2 separate regions of the Mus musculus genome follow, and region 2 is linked to region 1. Evidence: chromatin contacts called from public Hi-C data. All regions are on one chromosome and are shown on one strand. The core of a region is the stretch at or near the end of the contact, and the rest is flanking DNA. Distances in the headings are between cores, read along the strand shown.

Region 1 (2,842 bases), core at 196-2,695:
CTGTGCCTTCTGCCTTATCTGGGTACTTGTTCTGGTTCCCTCTCTCTCTGCAGGAGGACATTTGGCATGTTCTGGCCACAGCTTTATGTGCAATACCTATGTGTGCCATGCCTTAGAAGGCAACTTTGTTAAGTTAATGATGCACAAGAAATTCAGGTTATCAAGTCTGGCTTCATTTTGGCTGTCATTTTCTCCTTTTTTGTTTTCGAAAAGTTTTTCCAGATTCCGTAGAGTTAAGGCAGCACACAAGGCCAGAGATAATAGGAGATAGGAATTCTCGTTTCACAGTCTAGTTATAGTTATAGACGAGGAGTGGTGGCTTAACAGATTATAAGAATTTCTATCTTGAAGAGAAACAACTGGCCTTGGGAATAAGTTATCTGTACCCAGAAATGCTCAATGGAGACAATTTTATATTTTCCTGGAGATATTGCAAAGAAGATTCATGCATCAGAAAGCCACTTTATTTCCTGACCTTTAATATCCCCCTTCGAATTCTTCCAGCCTGAAGCTCCTATGACCATGAAAATACTATACACTGAGGCCAGAACACACACCAACACGGTCAGATGTAAACTGAGAGTCTTTTAGCCTCCAGTACCCGGCAGATGCCTGTTTACTGCTTTCATATCAGGGCAAAGTCTTCCTGCTGGCCTTCACTACAGGGACCTACGTTTCTGTCTTCCAAAGGGAACAGAGTAAATCAATGGTAGATGAAAGTGGGAACTGGACAGCCACTGTAGTACACTGAGCTCCATAGAGACAGTACTGGGGCAAGCAAGAGCTGGATAGCCACTTGGCTACTCTGTGCCTCGCACAGGAAAACCAACTCCATGTCAACAGAGCCCAGATCCTAACAAGCTGTGAAGCAACAATGTCATCATGTGAATTCTTTGTGCAAACTCGCTGGGAGGAGCATGAGAAACATCCGGATGCTTCCATCAGCTTCTTGGTAGGGGGAGGGGGGGGGAGTCTAAGAAGCGCTCTGAGAAGTGGGTGACCCGTCTGCAGAAGAAAGGGGCATGGAAAAAGCTGACAAGGCTTCTTATGAAAGAGAAATAAAACCCTACATCTCCTAAAGGGGAGGCCAAAAGGAAAGCGCAAGGACCACGAAGCACACAGAGGCCTCCTTCAGTTTTCTTCCTGTTCTGTTCTGAGTCACACCCCCAGAACAAAACCGAAGTACTTCCTTATCCATTGGTGACGTTGCAAAGATACTGGGAGCGATGTGGGGCAGCTCCACTGCAGAGAACAAGCAGCCCTGTGAGGAGGCTGCTGAGCTGAAGTAAAGAGGAAAGGGTATTGCTGCCTAGAGAACCAGAGGAAAACCGGATGCAGACAAAAAAAAAAAAAAAAAAAAAAAGCAGGTCTTCAGGGCTGGAAGAGCAAGAAAACCAAACAAACAAAGAAGGAAGAAGAGGATGAAGAAGATGAGGGAGGCGATGAGTACGCTGGTTCTAGTATGGGGTTCTTCTTTTCTATAAAGCATTTCAGCCCCCTGTACATGATTCACTCCTTTGTCCTTTTAAGGAAAAAACACTGAAATGTAAGGATGTGCAAGATTTGTTTTAAATCCGTACATTTTCGTCATTGTCTTCTTCCTCCTGCTCCTCTTCCATCTCCTCCTCCTAGTACAGTTAATAAACTACTGAATGTGTCTTCAGCTAGCCCTAATAAAGTTGCCTAGGACAGTCTTGGGGTTGTAAATCGGTATGGAAATTTAAAGCAGGTTCTTGTTGGTGCACAGCACACAATTTAATTATGTATGAGAACACTAGTTTTGTTTTTGTTTTTTTTAACCTTCAGTTGTTTCTGATGCAGCTTATATGAAAATAACCAATGTTCTGTTAACAAAATGCCACCCTGTGGTTGCAAAAAACAAAACAAAACAAAACAAAAAGGAAAATAGAAAAAGAAAAAAAGCAGCTGTTTTGTTGACATTCTGAATGGTTCTAAGTTAGTGCTTTCTTTTTTAAATTAAAAGAGAAAGGAAGGAAGGAGGGAGGGAGGGAGAAAGGCAGGCAGGCAGGCGCTGGAGGAATGTCTCATTAGAGGACTGGTTGCTCTTCCAGAGGACCCAAGTTCAATTCCCAGCACCCACATGCAGATCACAGCTACAACTCCAATTCTAGGGGACCTGACATCCTCATACAGACATACATGCAGGCAAAAACACCAATGCATGTGAAATAAAATGAATATGTTTTTTTTTAAGGAAAGAAAGGAAATACTTGAGTCCTGGAACAAGGGTGTTCTTAGAAACCGAGAAATCAGAGTTAAGCTGGCGTTGAATGTTCATGATAAAGAAAACCGGTGTAAGGCTAAAGGAGAGAAAATCCAAAGACCCTGAACACTTTACATGAGACTAAGATAAAACAGCAAAACTGAACAAACAATGCTATGGCTCTTACTTGGAAAGGGAGAAGCTGACTTTATACAAACCCCAAGACGCCTTTACCCCACCGCAGGTTGCAGCACCCGAGAGGAAACAGTCAACCTCTCCCGCAGACATTCTGAAGTAGACTCTCAAGGCCTGTCTCAAGATAAGCGCCATCACAAACAAGGGGGCTGAGGGCAGGGCAGGGATACCCAACCGGGCACTGGGTACTATCCCTCATGCAAAGCGAGGCAACCTAGGAAAATCCAGCGCAGCGATAGACTGAGAGTCAGTGGACTTCTAGATCTACGGTCCAATGACATAAGCTAAGATACTCACATCTCTGAGATAAACTACAGTCCATCGGCCGTATCAGGAAAGATTAATACCTGGCAGTCTTCCTCAACTTTCCTATGCACTGGCATTTTATCCTAGTCCTATCCTAATTCTTAGTGATCTATATGT
Region 2 (2,842 bases), core at 245-2,744, 450 kb before region 1:
GGCTCTCATTGAGCAGCCAACCAAGCCAATTGGTGAGTTCAAGGTTCATCGAGAGGCTGTGTCTTAAAAGATAAAGGGGAGCCCATTGAAGAAGACACTGGTGATCTCTGGCCTCTACAGGCATGTGCAAGCATGTGCTTGTATAGCCCCACCACAGATTTACATATTTACAATGAACACACACACACACACACACACAATTATTTTTAAAGAATGGTAGTAACTTGCAGTACAGTGTCTTAGTGTTTGGGATGGTAGGGATTGCTGGAAGTATGAGGTCATTCTGAATCGCATAATGAGTTCCAGGCCAGCTCGGGCTACAGTCTGAGACCCTGCCACAAGAAATAAACCAAGAAAAAGCCCAAATGAAAGAATTGAGACACAAATACAGGATGCAGACATACTTCTGAATTTCAGAGCAGCTGAAATAGCGTAGAGCCAGAATCACAAAGCACACTACATGTCATCCAGTACTCGGGAGGCAGGGCAGAAGGGTTGGGGGTGGGGTACACATTGGAAAGGGCAGCCTTGCTACATAGCAAAACCCTGTCTCAAAACACAAAACAAAAATATTAATATAATAATGCTCCACATAACCCCTGGGACATAGTTGTACTCTAGGAGAAAGAAGTATATGTAAAATTCAAATTTAATTTGACATTTCATAGTTTGGCTTGCTAACTCTGACAACTCATGGATGTTGCAAACACAAGCACTTTCCTAGCCAGCCCAATTCTCTGATGGCCCTGATCTATATCTCACTATATCTGCTGTTCTGGAGCTTAAAACAGTCTGGAGACCTGACTTTGGGGGACCAGAATGGCAGCAGTGTGAGGCTAAGAGGGTAAAAGGCAATGTATGTGAGATGGGCTGGAACTTTAACAAGGACCCCAGCAGTGTTGTCTGTGTGCTGCCAGCAGGCCAGCTGGGCAGGATGCTGCACCAGGCTTTCTTTCTCTCTTCCCCTTTACTGGTTGAGGGACTCCTTAAGTCCCCCTCAAAGACCGAGGACACAAAAGGAAACCAGCAAGATTTTTTCCTTTCCTTAATGCCAGGCCCTGGAGAGCTGGCTTGCTTTTTCTTCTAAAATGCCAAGCTGGGCAAGTGGCAAACAGAACCACTCCAACCTTCACCCTTTGGGATTGTTTTTAAATATCTGTCTGTTGTAGCCAGCTTAGAATCTAGCTCTGTCTGCAAACCAGTAGAGGACACGCTTTATTGGAAGGGGCATTACTGTGAGCGCTGTGTGTCTTGTGGTGGTTTTCCTACACTGCATACTATTCTCAAGTTACAGATTCAGGGAGAGGTCCACTCAGGCTGTGAGGTGTTCAGAACCTGCTTTCAAACCCAGGACACTATTGTCTGCCCAAGGAACCAAATCTATTGCCAAGTGCGTACTAGGTTGTCATCCTAACTTGTCCTTTAGCGCTCATGAGGGGTGGACTCTTTTTGAGGAAGTAGTTCTGAGAAGTACCTCCCTCCTTGGAGATCTTTTCCTTCCTTCCTGAGCTATAGGACTTCCCCATGTGTGATGTGGGGAAAAGCCATTCATTTTTTCTGTGTCCTCCTAAGTGCACGAGGTCCTGAAGAACTGAGCCAAAGTTCCTCTTTCTACCAAGCGTTTCCCTTGCCAACATCAGTAACACCCACATCTCACAGCAAATCAACAAACACCCTCCATTGGAAGCAGCGTGAGGATGCCTTATCTGAAATGCTTGGAGCTTCAGAGCTGAGGGGGGAAAAATTAAGACTTAGAATCATTGAATACACAGTGTGATAGTTTGAGTGCTCAGAAAGTTTTAGATTTGGGTGTTGTTCGGACTTCAGATTAGGGATATTCAATTTTACTATTCTTAATTCTCTTTTCCACGAAGTCTGAAGAGAAAAAAAATAAACTAATGAGAGTTGGAGAGATGGCAGAATTGTCCCGCCTTACCTTCTCACCCAAGCTTCTTATCCTACAGCCGAGAAGAACATGTGGTCAATGAAGCTCTTCCTGGAAGTAGACAAGGCATTTCCCAGAATCCTACTTCCAAGAAGAAGCTCTGGGATCCTGCGTCATCCCATGCTGTGCCTTCCTCTTTGTGACCAAGTGCTGAAGCTTTGGCTGAGGTATAGGGACAGGCATAGCTGTGAGGCCTGGGTGGAGGCCTGGGGAAGTCTATAAATGGAGATTACAGCATTCAAGCCGCTTCAATCCTTGTGTTCTGCAGATCTTGGGCCCTTGGAGGGGGTTTATGACTAACCGTGATTGCCTGCTCCCTCAGATCTCACACAGGTCGTTTTTCTTACCAGTCCCATCTGGGGTGACTATGCCAGTATCTTTGCTGACAGAGTTGAATTTGGTCTGTGTTTCGATTGCACAAGAACAAAGCCTGCACTGTAGGAACAACTGTCTCGAGGGCACATCCAGAGCAGGCAGAGTTTCCCTCTCTCTCTCTTGTGTTCCTCTCTTTATTGCTTCCGTTCCTGTACATATTTCAGTGATGTCAGGATTTGGAATGGCTCTACCTTGAGGGGAGCCAAGAAATCCTGAGTGTGTGTGTGTATGTGTGTGTGTTCATGTGCATGAGAGTATATACTGGCAAGACCAAAGCAGTTTGATGTATATCAGCCTGGCTGTTTATTGATCCCATGGAGGTAAAGAAACAGATTGGAATCTCCTGGCTGTAAGAAATATAACCCTTGACCAGCTGCAGCCATTTTTCTGTCTCCTCTGGCCAAAACAAAACAAAAACATTCATTTAAAACTTCTCACCTGGGAAGCACTTGTTAAGAGTATTTCATGCAAATGTGTAAGTTTCTTGGGCTGGACTTGCAATTCAGATCAGGAAAAAAAAAA

Evidence for each region. A called contact is a pair of places that touch in the nucleus more often than the background predicts.
Region 2: a contact with region 1 is called in a Hi-C map of bone marrow-derived macrophages, with 14 read pairs. The contact joins two enhancer-like sites. A contact is called at or near these places in 2 of 39 promoter capture datasets (cranial neural crest and neural stem cells) and 1 of 484 Hi-C or Micro-C datasets (bone marrow-derived macrophages).

The regions. Positions count from the first base shown.
Region 1 is chr14:77,342,219-77,345,060 of GRCm38.p6, reverse strand. The region is part of intron 3 of Enox1 (ecto-NOX disulfide-thiol exchanger 1); the gene reads right to left. Among named protein-coding and RNA genes, the nearest start is that of Gm41217, 27 kb to the left of the region's middle. Within about 2 kb of position 1,445, at least 41 of the 459 cell types and tissues checked have an H3K27ac peak or open chromatin away from gene starts, as enhancers often do. A contact at or near this core is called in bone marrow-derived macrophages, where this site is marked.
Region 2 is chr14:77,794,148-77,796,989 of GRCm38.p6, reverse strand. It overlaps Gm1587 (predicted gene 1587), which reads left to right. Exons shown (of 3, transcript NR_157389.1): 2 at 1-32; 3 at 1,965-2,842. Among named protein-coding and RNA genes, the nearest start is that of Gm1587, 3.4 kb to the left of the region's middle. Within about 2 kb of position 1,494, at least 41 of the 459 cell types and tissues checked have an H3K27ac peak or open chromatin away from gene starts, as enhancers often do. A contact at or near this core is called in bone marrow-derived macrophages, where this site is marked.